Regions from separate parts of the Sus scrofa genome. Here region 1 is linked to region 2. The links are chromatin contacts, called in public HiChIP or PLAC-seq maps. All regions are on one chromosome and are shown on one strand. The core of a region is the stretch at or near the end of the contact, and the rest is flanking DNA. Distances in the headings are between cores, read along the strand shown.

Region 1 (6,786 bases), core at 2,265-4,764, 42 kb after region 2:
TGGATTAGGACAGGGCAGGGCATGGGGAATGAGGAAGAGGGGAGAAGGGAGAGGTGTGGGCAGAATTGGGGATGGGGGCCTCCCAGGGTTAGTGCCCACTGCCCTTGGAATTGGTTCCTGACCACGTGTGCCGTCACTTAGCTGCTCCCTGAACCTTTAGGCCAACCGCAGCCTGAGTGGGAGGATGAAAGACGCCCGATTCGGAGACTTCCTGGAGGACAGCAGGATATGGCAACCCCACAAGTGTATGAAATCAACTCGCAACCCCATTTGGTGAAGAGCACTCTAAGTTTTTACCTTTGTCCCCTAATCCCAGGGACGGTTGCATGGTGGCTTCACTGATTTAGAATTTGCAGGAAATGCGAGGATGACTTGGGCTGGGTGTAGAGCGCTAACGGGAGGGGTGACCCCACGTTCCAGCCTCCCGAACCCGAAGCGTGGGAAGCAGGACCCCGCAGACACAGGAGGGCAGCCTTTGCGCCTCTGTGGCGTGGGGAGCCAGGACACAAAACAGCCCTCACAGGGATCACGAGGCCACTAAAAAGGAGCTGGATGGTTGAAGTTTCTCCAAAGTGCTGGTGGTTCCCTTGGGGAAATTCTTTCTTTCTGAATAAAATGGACAAAGTGGTACAATTTGGATTTTTAAAAACATTTCTCTGTTATTTGGCAGAAGGGCCTAGGATAATTTGTAACGTAGCCCCTTGCAATGGCTTTATCTCCTTTGCCCTACTTTATAACACGTCCAGTGTTTGGAAGTCGTACAGCTGTTGCTTTTCAAAGACAGCTCTGTCAGTCTATTGCTCGGGAAGGGACTTCACCTGTGTTTATTCCAGGTTTTTACAAAATCTCAGGGCACCGTGAAAACAGTGTTAGCGTAGCGACTAAACTTTCGAGCCCTCTGTAGACTCCAGTGTTTTTAAAAACGCATATTTGTGGAACATCTTGGACTTAAAGCTTTTCACGAGTTAGCAGGACCGTAGGCAACGCCTCGCAGATGGCCCTTCTGCAATTAGCCCTGGGAGAACAGCGTTGCCAGCGGCAGCTCTGAATAATGTATGGAGAGTGAGTCGGAAACAGCCGAACCCCCCACACAGGGTTTTTGAGTCGGATTCTGAAACCCACCAGGAACTCAGGGCCAGTAACGTCTCTTAAGCACAGAAGGATTCGCTAGAAGCAGCCAGGATTTTTTTTTTTTTTTCTTTCCAATCATCTTTGCTCCCGGTACCTTGTAACGCATCTTCCTTGCACGGTTTCTCCCTTTCTTTTTTTTCTGCATCTTCAGCTTTTCTCCCCATTGTCTCTGCCCCAGTCTTGTAGTGGATCATGTCTGGGGAGGATAAAGCCGATCCGGTGAAAGCATTATTTTACCCCCGTCTCAATTAGGGGTTTGTTCATTTTTTTTTCCAAACCCCTGGTCCCAGATCCATTTGATAGGATTAGGAAACTGCGGCCCCTGTGAGAAGGGAAGAAACTGCTTTTAATAACTGAACTGGAAGAGTTCCCTGGTGGTGCAGCAGGTGAAGGATCTGGTGCTGTCACTGCAGCAGCTCCAGTCACTGCTGTGGCTCAGGTTCAATCCCTGGCCCGACTTAGCTGTACAAAAGTGCCACAGACGTGATTGACAGAAAGAGATATTTTGTCCTGTGCCACCTTCTTTACCTCGTCCTTTGTGAAATCGCATTTTGTATCTTCAGCAGGTGGAAGTCAGTCTCTTGTCAAGTGTTTATCGAGGGCCTGCTGTGTGCCAGGCCTCGGGAAGAGGGCAGAGTGAGGGCAGGTGCTGGCCCACAGGCCCGTGAGAGCTCTCTCCACCTTTATGTCCAGCAGGCTGAGGTTCTGGGGGTGAAGGCGCACGTCTAACTTGGTTTTTGTGTCCCCGGTGGTTTTGTGCCACCACCACAACCTGAGTGGTTCTGCTCCCCGTTCCACCCCCATGACGCGCGGGTGCCGGGCAGAGGCAGCCCAGTAGCTGATGTTTGTGGCGTGCGTCCATTCTCGCCCTGATTCTCCACAGTTCTTCCCCATGGAGTTGGAGTGGGGTTTTTGTTGTTGCTGTTGTTTTGGCATGGCCAGGCACCGCGGGACCACCTGCTGATGGCTCGAGGACGTGTTCTCACCCCTTGACAGTTCGTGTGCACTTCGGGCAGATTCCGCCTTTGCAGTTGTTGTTCTTGTCGTTGGGGTTTTCCTGTCCACGTGCACGCCCTTGACGTCGCACTGCACGCCCACATCCTCTTGTCCAGGTTAGATGGTGGATTGCAAGCCCCGTGACAGCACTTTCCCCTTTAAAGACCCCAGTGGTGGCCTTCCTGTTGTGGCTCAGCAGGTTATGAACCCAGCTCGTATCCGTGAGGATGCAGGTTCGATCCCTGGCCTTGCTCACTGGGTTAAGGATCCAGTGTTGTCCCAAGCTGTGGCATAGGTCACAGATGTGGCGTGGAGCCGGTGTGGCCGTGGCTGTGGTATAGGCCGGCGGCGGCAGCTCCCATTCGGCCGCTAGTCCAGGAACCTCCTTGAGCTGCAGGAGCGGCCCTGGGAAAGGAAAGAGAAGGAGAAAACAGCGTGTCGGTCTCGGTGGTGACCTGCCTTTCCTCAGCCACGTCACCGTTTTCGGGAGGTCGCAGTCCGCGTGCCGACAGCCTGTTTTCTTCCACCCTGGGCTGAAACTGTTGAGGCCGCGTTCTCCAGATTTGCTGCTTTCCGGAAAGTTAGCCCTGACTTAAAACGTGCCCCTCTTTCGCAGACAAGGTAAAAGTGGCCGCGGAATCCGGGCCCGGCTCCGGCCCACCTTTGCTCTCACGCAATGTCCTGCCACTGCCCTGCTTCCCCTGCGGCTGGTTTGCTGCGAGGTGGCCCGTGAGACCGCTGCGAGGTTGGTGGGGCTCGAGGGCGCCTCCCTCCCGCTAGAGCCGAGCGGCTGGGCCTCCGCGGGTCCGCCGTGCACCCAGGGAAGAGGTTGGGTGGATCTGCCTTCAGGCACCTCGGGCTCTGGTGCTGAGTGACGTCCAGTGAGCAGGACCTGCGCAGGTGCCTTGCTGCCCCCAGTACAGTCCGTCTCCTAACCGCCCGTCATCGGCGACCTGATCTTTGCCCGAGAACCTGGCTGCAGCGTGTGGGAAGCAGACCCAGAAGAGACACGAAGCCCGCAGCCCCTTGGAGGCGGGGAGCAAGTCCTGAGACAGCGGCTACGCCCGTCTAGTGTTTAGAGCCATCACGGCAGGGAGCTCGTCCAAAGTGGACGAGGGCAGTTTTTCCTGAGGCTAAATGGAGCCGGTGCTTTGGAAAACCCGAGTGGCCCAGCCGGTGCCCTGTCCCGAGTGGCCTCCCCTCCTCGCTGTCTGCGCCCAGACCCGGCCGCCATCCCGCGGGTTCCGGGAAGGCATTGGGTGACGTCGGGTCCCCCGACTTTCTGCGCTTCCTGAAAAATGCAGGCGCCTTCCGAAGCGGCCGTTCCTGTTCTCTCCAGAAATAGTTCCAGCCCTGCCTCCTTTTGCTTCATCAGCCCTCCTGCCAGCACTGCCCAGGGCTGTAAATGGAACGAGAGGCGGCCTCCCGGCCCGTCCAAATAGCAACAGGAGGCACAAGTGCACTTGAGCCACAAATAACGCGCTTTAAAATAGCAGATGGTATTTGACGGTCGGTCCTTCATTCATTTACCTGCCAAGGCCGAGCTCGTTCCCCTGCCCTGGTGACCAGACCCGCAGTGGCTCGGCCCAAGCCGCTGTCCTAAGCTCGGGTGTGCAGGTAGTAGCTGTTCCCTGGTTCACAGGCTGTTCGGGTTCACGCACGCATTCTGAGGCTGTTCTCGAGAATGTTCCTTCGTTCTCCCGCGATAAAAATGTCACGTTTGTGCAATGGCTTCGCCCAACTCCTGCATTCGGCACTTGTGTAGCTAATTATAGGCAATCCTTTCACCCAGGTGTGGCGCTGCCAGCCTCCGGTTCCAAACACTCGGCCAGGGAAAGGCAGGAGTCGGGGGGGTGCTGGAAGGTGGGGATCCCTGCTTCTAACATGAAGCTCGATGGAGAAGGAAGAGCGACGCTGCGTGCACTTCGCAGGTGTCTGTGCAGAAGTCAGACCTTCCTCAGCTTCTGCCAGAGCCTCGCACCAACGCCCAGTGGTTCCGCGACTTCCTTCCCTGAGCCCCAAGGAAATGGCAGTGGCCCAGCAGACGCCTGGAGCTTCTGCATGTGCTTTCAGGTCGGCTCTGTTGGGGTTTTTTTGTTTTTGTTTTTGTTTTTCCCCCTTTCTTTGCCCTTTTGTTTAAAGTTAAACTTTATCGGAGTAGAGTAGCCTTCCAGTGTTGAGTCAGTTTCAGGTGTATGGCAGCGGGAGTCCGCTGTACACACAAGTCTGTCGGTTCCTTTTCAGATCCTCTCCCCCGTCGGTCACTACAGAGCATCGAGTCGATTTCCCTGTGCTCCTCGTGACTCAGCCATCCCACGTGCAGTGGTCTGTGCCAGTCCCAGCCTCCTGTTTATCCCCTCCCCCACTTTGACTGCTCATTCTCTCCCCGGGAATCAGTGATAAAATGGGCCCATGGGTATATGGCCCCTGGAGCCCACGATGGAGAGCAGAGGTCCCCAGAGCCCTTGTCCCAGGGCTTGGATGACCTCATCCACAAATTGGCTTCTGAAGAAGCTCACAGTAGAAAATGATATTCCTGGCGTTTCTGTTGTGGCTCAGAGGTAAGGAACCCAACTCATATCCACGAGGATGTGGGTTTGATCCCTGGCCTTGCTCAGTGGGTAAAGGATCTGGCGTTGCCGTGAGCTGTGGTGTAGGTTGCAAATGTGGCTCAGATCCCACGTTGCATTGGCTGTGGTGTAAGCCAACAGCTGCAGCTCCGATTCGACCCCTAGCCTGGGAACTTCCATATGTGGCAGGTGTGGCCCTAAGCAAAAAAGAAAGAAAGAAAAAGGAAAGAAAAAGAAAATGATTTTCCTTTCCGTTGCCTGAGTGGAGCACCCACCCTGTGTCTGGTACGAGGGCTGCCAGGCTTTCAGAAAGCTCGTTCTGGTAGATATAACACATGGGAGACGATAACCGAACATTCACTTGCTAAGGGCTGTCGGACACAGAGCTGGGCATGGAGGTTTCTTGGGCAGCCTGGGAGGAACAGGGCCTAGAGTCTAACCTGTGCTCAGATCCTACCCCGAGACACAGGACCTCGGGTGAAGTAACATTTTCAGAGCCTCCGCTTCCTGATCTGTCGGAAAGATCAGGGAGAGGCAAATCAGAGCTGTGTTCGGGATTAGGAATAATGCACGTGGGGAGAGTCCTGGTGACCCAGCAGGCTGAAGATGCAGCGTGGTCACTGCTGTGGCACGGGTTCAGTCCCTGGCCTGGGAACTTCCGCATGCCGTGGGTGCAGCCAAAAGAAGGAAGAAAGAGAGACTGTGTGGGGAGTGTCCGGCCCATGTGGATGCTCGGCAGCTGCTGGGAACGATTACGTGAAAGTGACATCTGAGCCACACCCTCTGAGGAATAAGAATAAGCAGGACGTGGGGAAAGGCCAATGTCACGCAGGCCCCAAGGCCTGTAAGATTCCTGGTGGACTTGGGGAGCAGTGAGTAGGAGGGAACCCCTAAAAAGTAGCCTGAGACCGTGGGCAAAGAGCATTCCACGCCACACCAGACACCTTGCGTTTTATTTTGTAGGTCGCAGGGGAGGGAGTTAAGATTTTTACCCAGATTATCTGCGAGAACGTCAGAAACGGCTTCGTGTTATGTTGCTCAATACGGCTGTGACAGTCAGTCAGGCCCTGAGGTTTCAAATGAGTTGTACACAATCTGGAGGAGACGGTAGGTGCAGCTGAACCCTGAGAGCCCGGGGGGTCTGGCCAGTCGTTGGTTCCTGACACCGACACTTTCTTTGGTCAGATGCCCAGACAGACACCTGGGACTCTCCACGTTCATACCAGCAAATCCCAAGCCTCCTAAACTTAGCACACACCAGGGGTTTCTGACTTTGCGGAGTATCTTCTGTGTTTGTCTTGGCCACATGTACGTGGTATGCAGGTGTTCCCAGGCCAGGGGTGGAACCCACATCGCAGCAGCCACCTAGGTCACAGCAGTGACAATGCCAGATCCTCAACCTGCTGAGCCACCAGGGAACTCGTGTTTTCTGCGTTTGAAACTTTGGTATTGCCTAGGGATTTTAGATAAATATCAATTGGGGACATGTTTTAAATGAGTCCCTTTGAGGGTGAGGAACCCCTGTCAGAGAAATGCAGCGATGACCTGTGACTGCTCTTGTGCTGTGGGACACTTTGGGTGACAGAGACTCGGCAAGAGAAAAGGGGACATGAAGCCCCAGCTAACTGTTTGTTGACTCTCTGGCCATCGACTGGCTGGAAATGTTTTTTCATCTTCTTAATCCTGGTGGTACTCAGAGCTGTTCTGGGATTACGAGTCTGTTTTTCTGTTTTCTAAAATCTTTGGAAAACTCTAAGAACTGGAGGATCACAAAGTGGTTGGACATGCTACGTGCTCTCGCTGGTACCTGTGCTTTTGAGATACAGAAATTATGCCCACAGGCTTCCCTTTTTATCGTTTAATAGACCAATAAGATTTCTTTTCAGCATTTATTTTCTCGACTTATTATGTCCAGGTAATCCAGATCCTTTCACTGTTGTTTTATCTGCGTCTAAAACGCCCCCCAGAGGGTAGGGTGTGCACTGCAGTGCTGTGTTAGGCTTGGAGACACCCGTGTGAGCTCATTTCCACGTAGACAGAGAAATACTTACAGATCTGTGCACACACACGGGCTGTTATCCTTACACCT
Region 2 (7,275 bases), core at 1,108-3,607:
CCCCCCGCGCACCCTGCCCCCATGGGAGCAACTGCAGCCCAGACAGGCTGCAGGCACATCAGAGCCTTGCCTGCACCATGCGCACAGAGTGAGGGGACCACTCTGGCCATGTGGAGAGCCAGGCAGTGTCAGCTGGTGAGGCTCCGTGGTACCCGACCCCCAGCCACCAGCTGGAAGATCGCCCTGCCAGCGCAGGGCAACCTCTGAGCCTCCTCCCAGCCCTTCTTCCAGTTTTTCTTTTCTGTCTCATCGCCTTCTCCACCAACCCCGCCTTTGCTGCCCGCCCCTGGCTATCGCCACCATATCCTGGGGACCCCAGGTCTCCCCTCATCTCCCTGGGGGGCCACCGAAATGCTCAGCCCACCATCTGTCCACAAGCCAATGACAGAGAAAGCCCCAGCTTCCTCTCTGCTTCCTTCCTGGGTCGGGGGAGGTCTCACCTGGCATCCTGCAGAAAAGGTTTGACAAACTCTGCGCCCCCTTCTGCCTAGAACGGAAAGCTCCAGGTCCAGGAGGGGGTCAGAACAGCCAGCCCCCATGCTGGATGCCAGCTGAGGAGCATCTGGGGGCCCCCGAGGCCCCAGCGGGAGGCAGTCGTGACGCGGTGGTTCTCGAAAGCAGGGCTTGTGGGCGTGAGGAACCTGCATGCTTCCCAAGCACGTGGGCTGGGGTGCAGACCAGCACCTGAGAGGAGCGGCCGCGGAGGCCTGGGTCCCTGGGCCCTCCCTCCGGGGCTGACACCCGCCCCCCACCCCCGGTCTCTGTCCCCTCCAGGGAGGAGTGAAAGTTCTCATCACAGGCCCGTGGCAAGAAGCCAGCAATAACTACAGCTGCCTGTTCGACCAGCTCTCAGTGTCTGCGTCTCTGATCCAGCCCGGTGTGCTGCGCTGCTACTGCCCAGGTGAGCGGGCCGCCAGTGGCAGAGGGCCTGGGGGCCCGGGATACCCCAGATCAGAGTCGGCCTGGGGAGGGGACCTTGGGCAGGTGGCCTTGTTACCCTGGGCCTCCGTCTCCTCTGCTTTGAAGCCGTGGGTCCCGAGTAGGCTGTTAGAATCTCATTGGACCCCTCATCAGAGGCTGCACGGGTGCGCTCGCCTGGGATCTTGAAGAAAACCGGATGAGGCCTGTTTAGACAACCAAGGGGCCCAGGTGGCACACCCAGGACTGGCCCCCAGGGAAGCTCCAGCCACCCTCCCCCTGACGGGTCACTGGAGCTGGGGAGAGCCGTGCAGCGGGGGGTGGGGGAGGGGGTGCACAAGGCTGCCCTCTCTCCCCACCCGCAGCCCAAGCCAAGCAGCAGCCACGAGAACAGGAGAGCCCAGCCCACGCAGGCCCCCAGAGCACAGAGCAGGTCGGAGAGGGACGGAGAAGGCCGGGCGAACTGCAGGGAGGGGGTGTCAAATTGAGACGAATCCGCACAAACTCCTTTGAGAATTTGGTGATGCCTCCGTCCAGCGGCCAGAAGAAGGCACGGACGCATGGTCTGCTTCCACTTTTGGGGACAGGGGCCCCCCGCATCACGTCCCTGGGCTCTGACCTTCTCTTACTCGGGCAGGGGTCATCATCTCGACGCAGCTTGGTGTCCCTGTCTGGTCCACTTGTCCTTGATCTCTGGCCGTGACTACCTCCCCCCTGACCGGTTGGCTCCCTGAGGACGGGGTCTGTGTCCTTCTCGGTCACCACTGTGTCCGCAGGGCTCGAAAATTGCCTGGCATGTTGCAAAAAAGCAGGTGGCTATTCGTGGAGGGATCTCTTTCTAGAGCTCATGTTTTCTGTGCTCTGGGCTGGGGGCTGGAAACCACCCCCCTTGTCTGGCCCGGCACACGTGTCATGAGCTCCAGGGGTGGCCTGTCCCGCTTGCCAAGGTGACAGACAGACAGAGGGGCAGATGAGGAGGTGGGGTGGCCGGGGTGGAGGGGCCCCACTCCATGTTATCTGAAGCCAGGGCACCTAGAAAAAGCGAGAGAGAGGGAGAGGGAGAGGGAGAGAGGCATGGGGGGAGCACATGTGCTCCCTGTGGAGGGCCGGGTGGAGAAGAGAAGTGGACAGGGCGGGAGTAGAGCTGGCCGGTGCCAGGGGGGTCCACCTTGAACCTCAGGCCGCCCTAGCTGTCTGCCTCAGCCCCCACCATGCTCCCCACCTGGGGCTCCTAGGCTGACCTGGAACATTCTCTCTCTCCATCTCCCCACACAGCCCGCCAGAGCGGAACACCACAGCTCCAGGGCTGGGCTCACGTGCTCAGCCTCCGCTCATCCCAGGGAGCCAGGGCCCCTGATGGCCTCCGCTGCTGGGCCTGCCCCCACCAGTGGCCTGGCTGGTTCCCATGCAGCCCCACCCCCACCGCACCCAGGCTCCCAGCAGCCCTGCTCAGCCTGGAGCATGGCCGTCCTGGAGACCAGCCAGACTGGGTCAGCCTATCCCAGCCCAGGGCTGCGTGAGGCCAGGGCAGGCCCACCTCTGCTGGCGAGGTAGGGGAGAGGGCAGCCTGTTATTAAACTGTCCACTTATCAACTGCTGCTGGAACGGGACTTGCCCAGCCTATAAATAGATGCCACTTCCTGTACCTGGTTCTGGCCTGGCTGAGGACCCAGACCTTGCCTGTCCTGAGTTATCTGACCCCTCCAGAAAGAAAAAAAGAGACTGGCCTTTGCGTGCCCTCTGGATGACGTCCCAGGCCAGGACCTGGCACAGCCCACATCAGCCTGTTTCCACCTGGTGCCTTGAGCCTAGCGGTCAACCTCTCTGGGCCTCCATTTCCACATCTTTAAAAACCACCTGCCAGTGGGCAAGGGACTGCGACGGAGGAAGGTCCAGGAGGCCCCAGCTCACAGGTTCAAGGCCTGGAGCTGCTCCAGGAGCGAGGCCTAGCTCTTTCAGTCCTGGGAGGGGGGCAGGGAGGGGAGAGAGGGGATCGGGGTTGTCCTGGTCTCAGCAGGGAGTCCTCCCGGTCTGAGAGCATTTCTGGGTCCCCAGAGCCGGCAGGAGAGTCTATGCCGGTCAGTGCGTCTCCCACTAACATCCTGCGTCTTGGACCCAGGGAGGCTTGGGCAGCCTGAGAGCGGGGACACCGCCCTGTTCCACCCTGAACCACAAAGCAGGGGGCCCCTTTGGGACATCCCTGTTTTGAAGGTCACATCGAGACACGTCACTCGGTAAGACAGCCCTGAATGCTGCGCGCGTACATTGATTTCTGAATTCATCGAAGAGTTTGCCAGGCACCAGTAGGCACCTCGGGTGGAGCTCAGACCCAGCCCTTAACCCTGCTCTTGATCCCAGGGAGCTCTCGTCCCGGAAGGAGTTGGTCACGTGAACGAGCCCCACCCTGGGGGCTGATGCTGGCTGCTCAGACACCTCCCGAAGCCTGGATCTCCCCAAGGCTCAGGGAAGCTGAAGCCGATCTTCAAGAAAGAACACTTGAAACCAGAATGAGACTGTCTTCTCCAAAAAGAAGAGCTCAGAGGGCTGTGAGCACAAGCCAGGCCACCTTAGAGTGAGAATGACATGGGAGGAGAGGAAGGGAGGGGGCACATGGCCACTGCCCACTGGCCTGCTGCACGTGCCCAGCAAAATGCATGGGGAGACTCGGGCTCGACCAAAAACGCGGTTCTTCTGGGCGCCTCCCCCTCCATCGCTGGCCGCAGAAGCCACACAGCCATGACATCTGCCCTGCTACAAGATTCCAGTAGCGCCGCAAGGTCGGGAAGGAGACGACCAAGCGAGGCCACGGAGCTTAGGCGAAGGAGGACTTGGGATTAGGAAAGGCGGCCGAGCCAGGGAGAAGACGGAGGCAGCCCCCCTCCCAACAAGAAGACTGTGCTTTGGGGCTTCCGGACAGCCCCACAGTGGAGTCCTTGGAGGTCACCAAAGGCCAAAGATGAAGTTCAAAATGAGATGAGCAAGGGCACTGCATTTTGAAGCAATGCACTCAACAAATAGGTGTTGAGGAGCCATAAGCCAGGCCTTGACCTTGGCCCTGGCCATCAAGAGGAACCAGGACAGATCCACTCCCAGCTCTCACATTCTATTGCAGGAGACAAAAAACAAACAACGAAACAAATAACCGAGATAACTGGAGAAAACCATATCAGAACCTTAGGATGTGGTGATGTGATAAGATACCTTGGGAAAGGGGAGCTTCCTTTGGGCAGACTGATGAGGGACCCCCAGCGATGAGACGAGCCGGTCGTGGGCAAGAATGAAAGGCAAGCATCCACGCAGAGGACCGAGGACGTGCAAAGGCCCTGGGGCAGGCACAGGCTCGGTCAGCTGGAGAAATATACGGATGGGGGAAGCTGGAGAGGCTAGATTGGAGAGGATGGCAGGGACCAAATCATGTCCATCCTTCTAAGTCCTAAGAAGGAGTCCGATGTGGTTTCCCTTGCCCTGGAAGCCATTAGCTTTAAGTGGGGAGTGGCTTGATCCAAATCATATCTTTAAAAAATGATTCCTGGGAGTTCTCGCTGTGGCACAATGGACTCAGCAGCATCTTAGCAGCTCCAGGATGCATGTTTGATCCCTGGCCCCAGCACAGTGGGTTTAAGGATCCCGTGTTGCCACCGATATGGTGTAGATCACAACTGCAGCTTGGATCTGATCCCTGGCCCAGGAACTCCATATGCCACAGGAAGGCCAAAAAAAGAAAGAAAAAATGATGTGGGAGGATGGATTGTAGGAGAGAAGAATGAAACAGGGAAACCCTAGGAGGCGGCAGAGGGAAGCCCCCGGACACCATCCCAGCAGAAACAGGTCGGTCTCGGGTGTGTGGAAGGTGCCCTCAGCAAGAGGCTACTGCAGGGTCCAGGCATCCAGGCCAGAAATGATGGCAGCTTAGGCTAGAGTAGTGGCCATTGCGTTGGAAAGAAGAGGACGGACCCAGAACTCACTGATGGACTGAAGGTGGGGAGGGAAAGAAAGTCCAGGAAGCACCTGGGTGATTGGCCTGCGGACACTGGGCTGTTGGGCTGGGACCCAGGAGACTGGGATAGGTTCTCTCTGCTCTGTCTCTCTGGGAAAGGCTGGGGTGTCTTTGGCTCCCCCACCATCCCAGCACAACCGAAGGTCGAACTCGTGCCAGGAGATGGTGGAAGACAAGCACCAGGTGGGGAGGAAGACCCCGGGCCAGAGACACCTGGAGCTCCCCAGCGGCCCGCGAGAGGCAGCAGCTTGCTCAGAGGAGCAGGGCTGAGCCAGCTCAGATGGGGCTTCTGCTGATGCCCTTCCTTCCTGTTGGTGAACCAGGCGAATCTCCAGGGAAGGTGAGCGGCCACGAGCTTGGAGATCTGCCCGGGGATGCCGTCCGAACCTAGGGCGGTCTGGACGTGGCTGGGGCTCCCTGCCCGGGGAAGGCACTGTGGGAGGTCCCGGGGGACCCCTACCCACCAGGAGCTCCTCTGTGATCTCGAGCTGAGGAGCCACACCGGGATAGAAAGCATGGGGGGGGGGGAACTTCACCGATCATCTCGGGGCAGTGACTTCCCGCAGACCCGCTCTGGGGACAGTGGCATAGCACCTACATCTGGGAGGGACAGAGGCCACAAGTCCACGAGCTGGTTTTCCCACGGGAGGTGAGGGCCATGCTGGACGTCCTCAGAGAGAAGCCAGAGCTTTACTCTGCAGCGGGGAGCTGCTGACTTGGATGGCTTCCTGGAGTCTAAGCTTCTGAAAACCAAGAGCCCAAACAGTAACGCGATCCCTGTGTGCGTCCTCCCTGGAAATCTGTCCTGGGGAGGCCCTGGGCACAGGCATCTGGTGTTCCAGAAAAGCAGAGCAGAGAGCACACAGTGCTGGTGTCTGCTGGGGACGAGGCCTGGCCGCGGGGAGCCGCCTGCACACCCCACTGGCCCCCCAAGACTTCAGCAGCAGCCTCACCCCCGGCGATGAAGCAGGCCTCTCTCTGCCAGGGCCCGGCTTTGCTCTTGCAGACAGTGGGCGTGTCCATGTATTCAACCCTTTGTTTTCCTTGAGCCCTGGGTCCGGGCCAGAGCAGCTAATGAGGCCCCTAAGGGGCCTCTCTTCCCGAAGCTTAACATCCAGAGGTTGGAGGGAGGCTCAGGCTTCACAGCAGCCCCCAGCCCACACCGCCGGACTCAGGGCAACAGGCCCCGCCCAAGGCCTTGGCCTCGGCCAGGAGGCAGAAGAACTTCTAAAAATATATGGAAGGCCTCGCTAAGGGCGTCAGGACAAGCCCGCAGGAAAAGGTGAACCAGAAATAAGCCTGAGGGCGTTCTCCTTGTGGCTCAGCAGGAACAGACCCGGCTTGTCTCCATGAGGATGCGGGTTCAATCCCTGGCCTCACTCAGTGGGTTAAGGGTCTGGTGTTGCCATGAGCTGCGGTGCAGGTCGCAAATGTGGCATGTGGCTCAAATCTGGTGTTGCTGTGGCTGTGGTGGCTGCAGCTCTGATTCCACCCCTCACCTAGGAACCTCTATATACTGCAGGTAGAGCCCTAAAAAGCAAAAAAAGATAGAAAGAAGCAAAGGAAGGAAAGAGGGAAAGAAAGAAAGGAAGAATGAATGAAAGAGAGAATGAACGGAAGGAAGTAAGAAAGTGAAAGAAAAGAAAAGAGAAAATAAATCAGCACGAAGGAGTCCAAAGCAAAGGCTGTGCCTGAACCCCACCAAGCCTGGTTGGGAGGGGGCAGTCAGCCAGTCCTGGGGGGTCCGCCCATTCCTGGGTTCACTCATTCATTCAACAAATCTGCGCCGAGCTCCCAGCACCTGTCCCCACCCCAAAGCAGAGGAGCAAAGAGGTGATGACAATCTGGGGGTGCTCCCATGGCCTCTGGCTGAGTGGGGGCTCCAGAGAAGCTTCCTGGAAGAAGCAGCACTGCATCTTGGCCTGGAGGAGTGAGCGGACCCAGGCCGGATCATCCATGGAGGGCAGCGGGGAGAGGGTGCTCCGGACTCCCGTGTGGTACCCGGGGCTGAATTGTGCCGTCTCCCCCACACACCACCCCCGCCCTGACTGCTCTTTCTTTTGCTTTCAGCCCATGACACTGGTCTCGTGACCCTACAAGTTGCCTTCAACAACCAGATCATCTCCAACTCAGTGGTCTTTGAGTACAAAGCCCGGGCCCTGCCCACGCTCCCGTCCTCCCAGCATGACTGGCTGTCCCTGGACGGTAAGAACAGCGCTCGGTCACCTTCCCAGGCCCCGAGGGAGAGGCACGCTTGGGAACCCTGTGAAAAAGGCAGAAGCATTCAGGTTTCCTAACTTCCACTCAGGGTGCAAGTCTTAGTGCGGGAGGATCGACTGGGTCCCCACCCCTCATCTCCG

What was found. HiChIP or PLAC-seq counts read pairs in DNA pulled down with a chosen protein or histone mark.
Region 1: a contact with region 2 is called in an H3K27ac HiChIP or PLAC-seq map of skeletal muscle. The contact joins two enhancer-like sites. A contact is called at or near these places in 11 of 47 Hi-C or Micro-C datasets (brain, embryonic fibroblasts, fetal heart ventricle and 5 more) and 1 of 2 datasets of contacts at active chromatin or transcription factors (skeletal muscle).

Annotation. Positions count from the first base shown.
Region 1 is chr6:68,423,172-68,429,957 of Sscrofa11.1, forward strand. All of the region lies in intron 9 of CAMTA1 (calmodulin-binding transcription activator 1), which reads left to right. Among named protein-coding and RNA genes, the nearest start is that of VAMP3, 47 kb to the right of the region's middle. Within about 2 kb of position 3,515, at least 6 of the 83 cell types and tissues checked have an H3K27ac peak or open chromatin away from gene starts, as enhancers often do. A contact at or near this core is called in skeletal muscle, where this site is marked.
Region 2 is chr6:68,382,159-68,389,433 of Sscrofa11.1, forward strand. CAMTA1 (calmodulin-binding transcription activator 1) reads left to right here. Exons shown (of 23, transcript XM_021097514.1): 8 at 775-901; 9 at 6,986-7,120. Among named protein-coding and RNA genes, the nearest start is that of VAMP3, 88 kb to the right of the region's middle. Within about 2 kb of position 2,358, at least 20 of the 83 cell types and tissues checked have an H3K27ac peak or open chromatin away from gene starts, as enhancers often do. A contact at or near this core is called in skeletal muscle, where this site is marked.